Regions from separate parts of the Arabidopsis thaliana genome. Here region 2 is linked to region 1. A link is a contact called in public targeted proximity ligation data. All regions are on one chromosome and are shown on one strand. The core of a region is the stretch at or near the end of the contact, and the rest is flanking DNA. Distances in the headings are between cores, read along the strand shown.

Region 1 (7,397 bases), core at 1,443-3,942:
CACTTCTGGATCATATTGTTCTGCAAAATATTAATCATCAAGATGCAAGTGTCAGTTTTGCTCTGCACAAAATGATGTGAAGCCGATAGTATTTCAAGATACTAACCATTAACGTCAAAAAATATTTGCTTGTTACGGCGATATCTCCACCAAAGAAACATTCCGCTTGTAAAGAAAACAAAAAATGCTGCACTGAAGCTTGCGGCAAATGCAAGAGCAACGTGATGGCCATTGGTACGAGTTCCTGATTCATCTAAAACAGAAAGAAGAACCAAAGATGGAAGTGATGAGATACATTGACGCAGAAGAAGAATAGGGAGCTATGAGAAGCAGATGCCTAATACCTGGACCATCTTGTGGAAGCGTGAGAGGCTCGGGAACAGCAGAACAGTTTGAAACAGCTTTTGGGCCACAGATTAACGCATTACCAATTACCCTTCAGTTTAAGAAGCCCAACGCTGAATCTTAGTTTCAGCTTCAACGGAAAGATAAGTTCTTGTATAAGTTTAGTAAAGCTTACTTGAAAGTTCTGGCAGAAACTTTTGGCAGCGAACCACTAAGATTGTTATACGAAATGTCGCTGCACATTAAGAATCAGTAAAAAGTAAGTAAATAAATATTCTCCCAATGTATGTTTTTCCACTGTGAACAATAGAAAAAGCAGGATTTAGAGACTTACACTAGAGTGAGTCCCTCAATCTTGGATAGAGACTCAGGGCAAGTTCCTATAAGACTGTTATTGTTTAACCGCCTGAAAATGAAAATGACAAGAACAGAACAACAGACCACTCAGAATTGAATTGGAATTTTATAAACATGCAACAAAAGAATCATTGTGAAACCGTAAAGGAGCACTCACAAGTAATTCAAGTTCTTGAGTTCTCCAAGTGAGGCCGGTATCTCCCCGGTGAATGAATTGTTCGAAAGATCAAGTGACTGAAGCTTCTCCAACCTCCCAATCGTTTCCGGAATTGGACCAGTGATTGCATTGTTTTGCAACACCCTAAACAACAAAACATTAAGCTCAACAAGAAGCAAAACAGAGAACAAGAATCACATATAGCAAAGACTAGAAAAATCTTACACTGATTGTAAATAGGTGAGGTTTCCGATTCTAGGAGACAATGTACCAGACAAGCTTTGGCTAGGAAGATCCCTGTTTCATTAAGAAAACAAGACAAGTCTTAAAGATCTATCTGGTTTTTTTAATCTAATATACGAGAAGAGAAGAGAAGACTCACAGTGAAGAGACATAGCCATCAGTGCAAGAAACCATTCTCCAGCTACAAGGATCAACTGAATTCACATCCCAATTCTCAAGAACTTTGTACGGATCATTCAATTCATTCTTCACAGCAACCAAAGCTGTCACTGCTCATTTCAGACAAACAAAAAGAAAGAAACTTCAGATTGAAAGAACAAATCTAGCCTCAAAACTCCTATGAATTATCTTATTGCTAAAGCTGCATTTTTCGAAATTGAAATCTTATCCAAGAAAAACCCAGTAAGCTTATATGCAGTATAGTTTCACAGAGAATGAAGTAAACTTGAGCTGCTATTGGCTAAGGTTATATGAGTCTGGTGAGCATTTAAAGCTGTGATATTTATTATCCAATAAAGAAACAAAAAAGAACCTAATCCACACAAACATTCACCAGAATTTTCGGAACAACTAAACAAAATAGACAAAACCAAAGATGATAAATTCATAGAGAAAAAAATTGAGATTTCTCCAAGAAGAAAAAGACTAACCTTCATAGTTTACACCAGTAGGAGAAAGTGTAGCAGAAGAGATATCAAAGAACCATACAAAAACCAGAAATCCTAATCTCCACACCACAAATCTCACACCTTCCATATCCCTTCTTAAAGCAATCAACTTTGGTCTGAACAAAAACAAGTTTCAAAGAACCCACCAACTCATTTTTCTCTCTCCCATATCTGAAAAAAAAACTTAGCTTTTGTCTACTTTTCTTCTTCTCTGTCTTTATTTAGACACAGAAACTAATTTGAGCAATCCATTTTCCAGCAATGGAACCTCTCTTTCTCTGTGATTTCAATTCAAAGGAAGTAAAAAGGAGAAGACCCCAATTGAAAAATGACGACTTGCAAGTTACTCAGCTTAGAAAGAGAGAATTTTTGAATGAAGAAACGATTAAGAGAATGAATGCTAAACGAGCTGTGACAAGAGATAGAGAAGAGAGAGAAAACTCTAAAAGTGTGAAGAGAATTTTCCCGAGAAACCAAGCAAAACAAAAGCACCAAAATGCTCTGAAAGTCTGAGAAATTTTCCTAGAGATCTGAAAAAAAAAAAGCTATTGAGTGATGAGTGATACTAATAGTGCTTCTTGGTTTATATTTTATATCATTTTTATGACTTTGGTAGTAGTTGTTATTGAATAACTAATCTCTATAACATTCTTAATTTTTTCAAAAAAGGTTTGCTTCTAATTCCACACCACTATTACCAAATCATCTAATCTCTCATCTGCCTACTCTTATCATTCACACCACCAATATAAAAAAGGAATTTAAAAATAATAATCATGAAAAGAAAGGGACCAAACAAGCAAAATCCAAAATGAAAATGCCAAAAAATCCACAAACACACACAGAAAGATACTGACAGAATAACAAGAAAAGAAGAGACTCTCTGTTTTTCTCACTTTTTTATAAGTTTTGTTAATTTATAAGCTTTTTATATAAAACAAAATTACTGTGAGGTAAAAAGAATAGTACATTTTTTTTGTTTATGTTTTCATGATTTCAGTTTGAATCCTTTTTATTTTCTGCTTTCGGACAAATGTTTCAAGAAAACACTTTAATATACAAAAATGTGATTAGATTGAAGAGATGGGTCACATAGATGATAAAAGAAAAAACATAAGAACAAGGACATCTCTCTCTTATTTTAATATTTTGCTTTTTAGAAAAAGTTACCGAGAAAAAAAAAAAGTTTTTTTTGATGGGCAGATCACGTTCATGGCCTGTCTCCTATCTTGTTGGCTTTTTCAGGCTTCAATTATTTTACCCCTTTTTGAGTTTTTGATTAAAGGATAACATAATACTTCTCTTTACTACACAAAAATGTAAGCGTAGACGAATTCGTTTACACAAATTTTGTAAGCGTAGATTATGTTTTGCCCACTTGGGATGGCTAAATAGATATTGCAATCTCTTTCCATGACCAGAAAAGGCCCAGCTCAATGAAAATATCCAGAGCTATCACTAAAAACGGGCCCTGATTAATAGAAAAATGGTCCAAATTTTTGAATAGCCAAGTCTAAAAATGGACATGTCTATGACTGTCGATATCCACTTCAGCAAATTGCTTGCATCGTGTGTAAAAGGCTTAAATGCTTCTGATTCCATATCGTTATTTCCTAGTAGAATTTTTGGAGTTGCTAGATAAAAGTTGATTAAATACGTTTTCTTCTGATCTAAGTCAAGAAGAAGATGAGAATCAAAAGAGAAAATACCAAGTAAGAAAAAAGAAGATACTTGTTCTTTATTTATGAATAGTAAGATACATTAGAAGTGAAACATAATCCAAACACGTCTCAAACTCAAGAGACGCTAAAGAGTATTTTGAAAGTAAGTGATAAGATTGTAAAGGCTTATGCAGCCGCTGTGATGTACTGGATTGCCTCCTTGCATATACCTGTCATTGTTGCTTCAGGACCATACACCTTGAAATCAAACAGACATGTAAAAACAGTTAGAAACTGATTAAGCGGGAATGTCTTGAGTTTATTCATTGTGTGTCTACATACCTCGATGGGGACACCGATTTCGTCTCCAAGTGATCTCATTTTAGCAAGTCCCTTTTGGTAGTTTGGTCCTCCTCTCCTCACAAATATATGCATCCTTGCTGCTTTCAGCTTTGCTTCCTGTAAACGGTTAAAGCATGGTTCATTTATACTTGTAGTCAAGGGGCAATGAAGTGTTTGTGGATGATTCTACTCTCTTCTTGCTTACTTTTTCCTTGAGAGCTCGGATTATGCCATTGAAGGTAGCAGCAACATCGGTGAAGTTAGCAATTCCACCTCCAATTACCAGAGCCCTGCTTTTTCCATCCGGATTCGCTGTAGCACACTGAAGAAGCAGTATTATCATTCAGCACCACGACCAAGTCAGGAGTGACTTTATTTTCAGATGCTTTATTGGCAGAAGTTAAAGCAGCATCTTACATCAATGACAACTCTGGCATACTGCAAAACCTCGTCTTCTTTGGGTGCTCCACTGTATTCAGCATAATTGCCAAGCTCAGATGCATACCCGAGATCTCCAACCTGGATAACATTTCAGTAAACACTTTAGAGGCTAAGGCTTCTAAGCAGAAAAATGCAGGAGATTCTCGGTGTTCATATAAAAACATACGGTATCAGCATAGATGACACTTGCACCTCCTCCAGCTACCATAGTCCAAATTCTTCCCTTGGGATTCAGAACAGTGAACTTCAAAGAGGCACTTGTCTGCATATACAAAAGGGTCATAAGTCATAGAGAAACTGGTGTTTCCAGAAGCGTCAATTACTCTACGCTTATTGGTATGATACCTTCTCATCTAGACCGTGGATGAAGCTCTCTGTTGAACTCATCACTCTTCCAAATGGCATGGGAAATTCAATGTCGCCCCACCTGCAAAACGTAAGAGGTTAATCATACCGCCCAAACTCTTGACTTATCATGACTTCTTAAAGCTCTTGACTTCGGAACAGTTGAAAAAAGTGGAAGAGTCAAAACTTACTTCTTAAAGTTTTTGAAAGCAGCGGTGTCATCAAGCTCACCCCTCATATCCAGAGGATAAGGCTTTCCATCAACCAATGTGAAAGGATTCATCTCCAAGAAAGTGAAATCAAGATCTGGTGTCAAAGAAAAAAAGAAGATAATAATAAATCTTCAGTTTTTGGTTCAGATGTCTTCAATTTGAATTAGTGAATATTTGGCATACCTTCGAATAGGGTAAAAATGACTTGAATAAAATCTTCAAGTTCCCCTTTGATCTGTACATGTTAAATTAGTAAGTCGAAATCACAAGTAGTTTGTTTCAATGCCAAACTTCAGTTCTCATTGATATTACCTCTAGAGGAAGGGTTGCAACAAGAGGTGCACATATCTCAAATGTCAGGGAAGCACCTGTTGGTATAGTTATGGTCTTGACCTACATAGAAAGTGGAGTTACGACTCAATTATCAGCTTTACGCTTAGAAGATAGTGAAACTGAAACAAGGAAGATAAATGGAAAAAGCATCCAAAAAGACCTTGTCCCAGTTCTCCTCGATGTCAATTCCTCCACACTCCGAAAAGCTAATGCTGCAGCCAAGTCTATCAGAGACAATATTAAGATAGAACTCTTCATTGTGTGGGACAAATGGTTCAACAATGAATGTTGTTATGGGTCCTTTGCATCCACTCATCTCTACCTGTACAGTGATAGACACACAAAGCTAAACTGGAAGTAGAAGGAAGGAAACTAAAAACAAGCCAAGTTCAACAAAAGTTTACCTCTTTGCCTAAGCGTTCTTTCACGAAAGTTGCAACATCAGCGAAATCTAAGTTCAATGCAACCAAACCGCTTTTGCCACGCTTTCCGAACAACATATCAGGTTTCACCACAAGCTTCTCAGATGAGAGCCAAGGCTCTCTCTCTACTAGCTCATTTAGATCAGTCTCTTGGTTAATCTAAAACACATCACATACAGATATGAATCAAAGCCTTGTTAATGAAACTAACTGAGACATGTCGGAGAAACCAATGCAATGCACACTAAACACAAGTTTATCAAAGAAGATAAAATCTAGAGAAATGGATCTAAACCTGAACGGATCTGATAGGCAATTCTTGACCAGAGAGTCTTTTGAAGTGTTCTTTCACCAGTCTCTTTGAGTCATACTCTCTGATCTTCTTCCGAGCCATACTTCACAACGATACAAACAAAATTGATAAAATACGAATCAGATCACTAACTATTCAATTAGTGGGGATTCGAGACCTCTTGATTCAGAAAATGGAGATCGATGAAAATGGCGGATCTTACCGTTGAGAGAGGAGGTAGCTACAGCTTCGTTAGTTAGCAAACTAATTCGATACCTCTTTTCGCTTTAGGATCGTTATTTATATTTAAACATTTTTCTTTATTTTTTTTATTTTTTATTTTTTTTTGTGGTTTTGGAAAAAAAAAAATTTCTTAAAACAAAACATATTTATTAATCTGTTCAATTTATGCTAATTTTTTTTATAGATAAATTAAATCATACTACAAAATTAGTTGTAAAACCTTACTTACCAAAAAAAAAAAATTAGTTGTAAAACCTTTGGAGTTACTCTTCCATCATAAAAGTTATACCTAACTTGTAAGCAAACGTTTCAACTCCCAACCATTTCGATTTTGTTTTTCATTTTTCTATCCAATATTTTTGTAACAATTCCCATTAAATATTTCAAATTTGTACGTATGAATTCATATGTGTTTTTACTATAATATTTCTTGTATAAAAGGAGTTAGTCCACCATACATTGTTAAACAAACCAATTACAAAATGCAGCTACTAATTTTACGATTTTGGTATCAATTTCCATGGCCTGAATCAGCTGCAGGGTTATTAGTCTTGAGTTTTCCCTGAACAGGAAGAACAACACTAAATAACATGAATTTATTACTTCAGTAGACCTCACATGTAACAAATATCCATCAAATTCAAGATGTGTTACATTCTAACTTTAAAGTAATCATCGAGCATCTTATAAAAGCTATACATAACTACTACCAATTTTTGTTATCCTCCAAATACTTAACATTTTATTCAAGTGTAACGCATATATACCTCTAATAAAGGAGGCTTATCTAGGAAACAAGCATGGCTATAATGGCTCGCTTCAAAAAGTTCTGCATTGGTCCATAGGCTGTAATGAAGTGGACAGACCTCAGCTATAAGGGATTCTGCTTATTGGTAACGAACTAGTGATCAAAATGAATCTTCATCTTGAGATTTTGCATACATGTTCGTGATAATAGGTCCATGAGTCAAAATACAAAATTTAGATCTTTTTCTTATAAACATTCATACATCTATAAATAAATAAATATATTTTTTTGGGGATTCGCAAGTAAATGGTTATAACTTGTAAGTAATCCTTTCTTAAAACACTAATCCTTTATTATACAAGAAATCATGACTTTGAATTAGATAAATATAGAAAAATAGCATAATGAAATAATTAGTATAAGCTAAGGCTGAATAATCGAAATAATGAGATAACATTACTAGTTCGTTAACTAGAAGTTGTTGCCACCATGAGTCCCTGACCAATCCCTGAGGGAGGTGCAGCTCATAGCTTCATGACTACGAAATCCCAAGACAGTTTGACAACTATACATCTTAATTGGTTGAAC
Region 2 (7,397 bases), core at 2,795-5,294, 57 kb after region 1:
CTCAAGGCTAGAAAGCTTATAATTATCAATGAACAAACGCACTTAAAGAGTCGAGAAATGCAAAAAAGGAATGGCGATTAAATGATAAAAAATGGAAAAATAACACATTCTGGTCCTGGATAATTAAAAAGACATGTTTACTGCCCAAATCTATCAAGGCCACAGCAGATATCTGCCAATATGGGCGATACCTTCTTGATGTATAAACATATTATGCATGAGAAAAAGTTGAAAGAGCTACATTACTACGCAGGAAATTTTTTCAAACTATGATGTCTCTATCAAGATGCTAAGCATACTTGATATACTAATACTTGCAAACCAATAAGATTACCTTGCCATCATACTCTCCGCGAGAAAGAACCTCAGGTGCAATATATGCTGGAGTTCCAACAGTTGATTTGGGCATAGAGTGCAACAGTGAGGACTACAAAAGAAGAAAAATAGCTCACATGGAAGTGACAAGGGGCCTCGCAAATGGAGGGAAAAAGAAGAAAGAGGAGCTTGTTACAACAGGATAAATTAAGAAATCACTAGCACATTCAAGTGCATGCTGGAGATATATGGCAGACCTTGGAATAACCAAAATCACAGATCTTCAGGCGTGGAGCAGGACTTCCATCTAAGAGGGTATTTTCAAGCTTCAGATCTCTGTGGCATATTTGCTGTGACAATAAGGAACTAATGCAAGTAAAGGACTGATACCGCAGAAATTATGTATATCTGTGAAGTTAAAAAAACTTCGTAACCCATTTCTTTCTCTTACCATAGCATGACAATAGCTGACTCCTGAGATAAGCTGCTGGAAAAAGTATCTTGCCTGAAAACAAAGATGTGCACAAAAAGCTATCATAATCGGAGAAGCTGCTCCAAATGATTTACAACACATATTCCTTTTGCTTCCTGTACTACAAAACACAAATATAATTCTACAAGATTTCCGCTTTCCTTTCCACTCAATTAATCTCAGACCACAATACAACTCTGAAATTGATCATTTAGTACACCACCATGACTTAAAATCTTTAAATGCCAGGGGAAGCTCACCTCATCCTCACTGAATCTTCCAGCGCTACATATACGCTCAAATAGCTCACCGCCAGCAGCATATTCCATAGCAATGGCGATGTGCGTTGGTGTCAAAACCACCTGGAAATGCCACAACAGTGAACTTAGGATACCAACTTCCGCTGAGACTAATCACCATCGGTTTAAACATGACACCATGAAGCCATGGAAAAAATGCAGTTACCTCCTTAAACCGGATAATATTGGGATGACGAAGTGATCTGTGGTTAATAATCTCTCTCGCCACGTTCTCATCAATCTATTCACCAAAACAAAACCAGAAAAAAAAGGATTGAAAATCACATACTCAATCTTTGATCTTATAAGACAATGAACCAGTACTATGCTCACAAAAGTAAGAATCCCAGATAAACGAAGCAGAAGAACACTCCAACTTGCAAAATTGCACACGTAAAAGGAAGTAATTTGAGAGTTAGAAGAAGAACCTTAGGTCCACGCTCGATGTACTTCATAGCAACGAGTTCCTTGGAGTTTTTGACTCTCATGAGCCTCGCCACTCCAAAATTCCCAGCACCGATGTCTTTAACAAGCTCGTACTTGTCCATTTTCTCGTAGCGAAATCAAACAACAAGCCTAATTTCCACTACACAAAGTCACAAACCCAGAAAATCAAGGGATGCGATTCAGAGGTTTTTCGCGATGGCTAAAAAAGGCACAAAGTGATAGAATGAGATTTTGAAAGCAAAAGCGAAATTGTCGATATCCTTTTTTCTTATCCGTGAAGAAATTCCAAAAGAAGATATGATTACGAATTACAATGATGATGATGATGATGATGATGCCGTAATAATCTCCATCGTTCCTTGCTGGCTTCTTCTCTCGAAGTCACGATGGCTCTTATTTTTTTATTATTTAAGTAATAGTTTACTTATTGAATTATTTTTGGTTAATTTAAGAGGTATATTAATAAATGTGGGACCTACAAATTCCAATTCTATCGGTTCTTTAGTGACTGAGACGTCGCTATATGTGAAAAGGATATTTTAGTTGTCACAGAATTGCGTCTATTTCTTATTTTTTCATCTTTTTGCAATTTGCCGATTCTACGAGAACATCATTTGTTTATTGGATATGCTTTTTTTAAAGAATCAAGAGAATACGAAAACAACTTGTACTCAAGAATGTTTACTATAATTCTCTAGTGGATCTTTATAAGAGCTGGAGATTAGTTTGGATTTTATCTTAAAGTATCCAGTTATCAAAAAATGAGATTGTTAGGACTTTTTTTACCCGAGAGTATTTAGTTACAAAAAAGAAAGTTAGTTTAATATTAGATAAACTATAATTGCAACTAACGGTCAGTAGAAAGCTATATAAGTTATATAACGAATCTGAATATGACTTAGTTATCTTGTTGGATTGTCTAGATATGTTTTTGCCTTTTACGGAAAGATTCGATTTGGAACAACTTCTGAATTAACCTGAAAAACGTAATTAAACATTGACTTGTTGGTTGTTTGTAGAATGGTTGGTTTATACTTTCCGAATGTGGCTATGTGAAATCACATTTTGATTATATGTATAAAGTTGAGATATAATTTTAAAATTTGCAAAAAATTATTAGTTTTGTTAAAATAATAGGAGATGCAAACTAAATAAATTCTCTTCTTAACTAAAAAAGCAATAGATTTGTTACATTGAATGATGGATAGATTTGTGAGTTGTGACTTTGCTTAAGCTACCCCAACAGATAACGGATATATCATATAGATGTTGAGTAAGAAAGAAAAAAAAACATTTACGATTGCATTCTCGTAATGGGCTTTATGATTTTAAGGCCCAATAGATGAAGTAAGGCTAATGCACAACTTTAAGAAACGTAATTCTAGCAAGTGTTTATCGACTGCGTTGTAGGTTTCTTGTGTTCGTGGCACTATGGATTAGGTTTTAATATGGTTTCTAATTTCGTTGATTTCAGTGGCATAAGTCCAGTTGTTGCTTGTGGCAAACTGTTTCATGTACAAAAACACTTACATCATTACTAAATTATGTCATGGGTTTGGTTTCGTTAACAATAAGTCAATCTCCTTGATGAGTTTTATCTATATGATTATCTATTTGTCTATTTGCAACATGTAGTAGATTGAAATGGGGCTGCAAAATATGCTCTTGCAATTCCTAGTTAGATCTAGCTTTTGATAATACGATTATCTAATTTGTCATTTCGATATGATAGATAGATTGTTTTTAAAAGAGATCTCAACCACTTTTCTTTAACTAAAATAAAAAATTTAGTCACTTTTTATTAAAAATAACTAAAAAGTTTTAAACCTATCAGGACACTTCCATCAACAGTATTTAAAAGAGATATTTATTATTAAAATAATACAAAGTGGTGAAAAGAAGAGAGAAGTGAGAATCGTCTCTGTTTTCAGAAACTCTGAAAAATGTTTATGGCCACGTGTTTTTCCAGAAATGATTGATTTTATTCTTTTTATTAAAATTTAATACTTTATCTAAATTCAATTAAAATAAGCAATATTTTATTCATGAGAAACTCTTTTTTGAGAATCAACCGATGTAGATGGTCTCATACTCTACTTTGTTGATTGTGTTTAAGTTTCTGAGGATTTTTCTACTTTCCGACGTTATGCCAAGAGGCTGGTCTTCACTAGAAAACTACTTCCACCCAATTCAAGCAAGTATGACCTCTTCTCCCAACAATTTATTCATGTACTGAAAGGCCATTAGAAGTTGACTGAAGTGTGAAGGTGGAGATTATGTATTCACTTGTTGATTTGGTATACATTCTATGTAAGGTTCAATTATTTACGTTATATAATTATAATGGAGTAATTTACAGTAATTGGGTTAAAATGGTTTGATTCGGTCAGGTTGATACGGTTTGGAAGTTAAACCCGGCCTAGATATGATGTTACAACCAGTCCACATCTTTTATGATTTTAGTGGAACAAACGAAGAGTTATTTAGACGATACAAACAAGGTCCGAATAAGTGTGAGCTGTCCCAAGTAAGACCACGTAATACTCACCTCAACAAGATAGTGTTCTTAAAGTGTGTCAAACACAATCACACACACACAAATCATAAAACACAAAGACGATAATCCATCGATCCACAGAATAGACGCCACGTGGTAGATAGGATTCTCACTAAAAAGTTCTCACCTTTTAATCTTTCTCCACGCCATTTCCACAAGCCATAATCCTCAAAAATCTCAACTTTATCTCCCAAAACACAAAACAAAAAAAAATGGCTTCCACTGCTCTCTCAAGCGCCATCGTCGGAACTTCATTCATCCGTCGTTCCCCAGCTCCAATCAGTCTCCGTTCCCTTCCATCAGCCAACACACAATCCCTCTTCGGTCTCAAATCAGGCACCGCTCGTGGTGGACGTGTCACAGCCATGGCTACATACAAGGTCAAGTTCATCACACCAGAAGGTGAGCTAGAGGTTGAGTGTGACGACGACGTCTACGTTCTTGATGCTGCTGAGGAAGCTGGAATCGATTTGCCTTACTCTTGCCGTGCTGGTTCTTGTTCGAGCTGTGCTGGTAAAGTTGTGTCTGGATCTGTTGATCAGTCTGACCAGAGTTTCCTTGATGATGAACAGATTGGTGAAGGGTTTGTTCTCACTTGTGCTGCTTACCCTACCTCTGATGTTACCATTGAAACCCACAAAGAAGAAGACATTGTTTAAGCCTCACCTACTCACCAGCTTTTGATGGTTTAAAAATCATGTCTTTATAAATTTCACATTTTGGGTTGAGTTTGTTGTTACTAAAAACTATTGTTATCTGTTGTTATTGTTCCTGGTTTGGCTCACCATCAATCGATGACATTTTAAACTATGCAACTGCAAATTCTGCAACACTTTCGATGAGAATCTAACATTATCGTTTAAACATTGGAAATACATTTTCTTGAAGTCTAGCTAGCTTTGGTTTGTAGTTCTTATTCTGAACTCAACAATCATCAAAGTATCAAGAAAAATCCGATTTGCGAGCAATTGTGAAATCTTAGATTGATAAATTCTCTAGAAAGAACTATACATGTTATTTGTAGCTATAGAAGAAACTATGGAATCTTATACTCTAATTAAGCCCAAATGGCAAGAGAAGACATGAGTCCAGCTCCTAGGAACAACATTACATAAGATACAATTTGAAGCCTAAAGTTACACCTCATTTTTGTACTCAAGAAATCAGCAGCTATGAGATCCACTAAAGCCATGTACACAAGAATTCCGGCTGAGAGCGAGTCCAAGATACCTTCAGTGACCAATGCTCCGACACTGTGAGAATTGAAAGACGACGCCACTGCGGTTCCAATCCCGATCCCTATCGGGGTTGTGAGGGCGAAAAAACAAGCCATTATGGTCGCTGATTTGTTCCTGAATTGCGCTTGGGAGATGCATCCACCGAGCGCAAATCCTTCAAAGAATTGATGGAAGGATAGTGCTGCGATTAGAGGCCGGATTGTGCAAGGAGACTGAGATACTCCAAGGGATAGACCGATGATTATGGAATGTGACACAATTCCAAGCTCCAGAACCTAACAGTATTAGCACAAATTTTGGAGCTTTTTTGAAGAAACCCAAATAGTATTTGCAACTCTGAAAGAATCAGAAAAAAAAAGAACAGAGCTTTGTACCTGAGAAACAACGATATGCCTAGCTCCATTAACAGCATCCAAACCCCCGTGTACGTGTCCATGTCCGTGTCCATGCCCGTGCCCATGAGCATGAGCATGACCAATGTCGATTTTACTGTGTCCTTCACATGAATCATGACCAGGAGGATGACTATGTCTATGATGAGCAGCATGAGCATGAATGCCAACAATGTGAATCCCACCACTGTCTTCTTCACCAAACACTTTCCCATCATTCGTTCCTTCTCCAATCATGGGAACAACAATACCCGGTGATTGTTCACGGCCAAACGGTTCAACAGACTCACTAGCTTCCCTCTCTTGCTTCCGTTCATAGTACTGAGTCCCCATGAAATCCACAAACAGAGTGATCAAAGCAGCAATCATCGCAAAGAATCCCGGGAAAGGAAACTTAGACCAAGGGAAATCCGGTAAGCACGGGTTCTTCAAAGCTTCCGTGCCACCCGCCAACATATGAACAAAACCCGTGGCGAGAATCACACCAGCTGCAAAAGCTTTAGCAGTCACAAAGAGATTACCATCAGTTTGAAGGAAACGACGGTTCCTGCCAATGAGTGGTATAGTTACACCAGCAGCTCCAGCTAAGAGAATCGAAGCAATGGCTACAAATTTAAGTAGAAATGCAGCGGAATCATCACGACAAAGATCTGACTCGCTAGCATTGCAAAGGACGTTAGATGAAGTAGCAGCCATTGCCTCAGGAACTATCTGCAAAATGGACTCTGTTGCTGTTTTTAAAAAAAACAGAGGACCATTTAACAAATCAAGCATATCAGAGCAAATTCAATATTACATTAGTAAATAAACCTAGCAATGGATAAGAAATTGCGAGACTTTGAATCAAATCACATGTAAAGACATCAAAATATGAACCTTTAAGTCAAATGAAATAGTTGACGAAGTGTTCGATGAAATACCTGAGAGAGACTTTGTTTCTGATCCGAACAAGTATAGAGGAACCAGTTTCCAAAGAACCTAAATAAGAAAACCCAGAATCAGTTTCGGTAATCAAAACAACAAACTTCAATCGAAACAATCAAAATTCTGATTGATTACGAACATCGACGAAGAACATTTGGGGTCTAAGATGTCCTCGGGATCATGAAAAGTGAAGAAATAACGTAGGATTCTCGCAATCCGAAAAAACACGAATGGGAATTAAATATGAGAATCAGACAGATCCATCTGATGATGAAATCAGACAAAAGCAAGTTGGAGAAAGATACAAGTAATGTCGACATCGTGAGGAAGTTTGCAGTTGAGAAACGGGTTAGAGTCTTGGCATAGAAGATACAATTCTTCCGAATATTGTAGCCACACGCCAACTAAATGTCGACATTTTGTTGTAATTTCATTTTTTATTCATCTTTTTTTTTTGGGTTAAATACAATATTACCCTTCATCAATACTTTTTGGATTGTAAAACATATTGGGTTTGAATGGTAACACAATACACTTTTGTACAGTTTTGATAGTTATCAATCATAAAAACTTTATCAAAAACGTTACAAAAAGTTTTACTCTCAGCTTTTTTTGTAGAGCTCGTTCTAAAAGTTTTGCACTGTTCCGATAAAGCTAACATCTAAAATATTTATACAACTTTTGGTTACCAATCAGATCCATTATTTGATTAAAAAATGTAATGGTTACGGTACTAGTAAAGTATATCTCACA

Evidence for each region.
Region 2: a targeted proximity ligation map of shoot shows a contact between it and region 1, with 17 read pairs. A contact is called at or near these places in 6 of 26 Hi-C or Micro-C datasets (callus, leaf, root and 2 more), 2 of 2 datasets of targeted methods (seedling and shoot) and 1 of 3 other capture datasets (seedling).

Annotation. Positions count from the first base shown.
Region 1 is chr1:22,385,074-22,392,470 of TAIR10.1, forward strand. NIK3 (NSP-interacting kinase 3) reads right to left here and starts at 2,693. Exons shown (of 11, transcript NM_104763.3): 1 at 1,753-2,693; 2 at 1,242-1,371; 3 at 1,085-1,156; 4 at 860-1,003; 5 at 680-751; 6 at 521-580; 7 at 345-436; 8 at 107-253; 9 at 1-20. The coding sequence starts at 1,858. It overlaps ACLA-2 (ATP-citrate lyase A-2), which reads right to left and starts at 6,164. Exons shown (of 13, transcript NM_104764.4): 1 at 6,042-6,164; 2 at 5,822-5,921; 3 at 5,509-5,685; 4 at 5,265-5,426; 5 at 5,084-5,164; 6 at 4,955-5,006; 7 at 4,751-4,865; 8 at 4,560-4,641; 9 at 4,381-4,476; 10 at 4,191-4,292; 11 at 3,979-4,095; 12 at 3,774-3,890; 13 at 3,454-3,689. The coding sequence starts at 5,920. The coding sequence ends at 3,618.
Region 2 is chr1:22,440,263-22,447,659 of TAIR10.1, forward strand. It overlaps FED A (2Fe-2S ferredoxin-like superfamily protein), which reads left to right and starts at 4,045. Exons shown (of 1, transcript NM_104775.3): 1 at 4,045-5,029. The coding sequence starts at 4,303. The coding sequence ends at 4,749. It overlaps IRT3 (iron regulated transporter 3), which reads right to left and starts at 7,037. Exons shown (of 3, transcript NM_001333922.1): 1 at 6,784-7,037; 2 at 6,641-6,698; 3 at 5,037-6,451. The coding sequence starts at 6,798. The coding sequence ends at 5,613. SNRK2.10 (SNF1-related protein kinase 2.10) reads right to left here and starts at 1,959. Exons shown (of 10, transcript NM_179503.3): 1 at 1,846-1,959; 2 at 1,515-1,672; 3 at 1,253-1,327; 4 at 1,048-1,149; 5 at 767-820; 6 at 573-665; 7 at 335-427. The coding sequence starts at 1,634.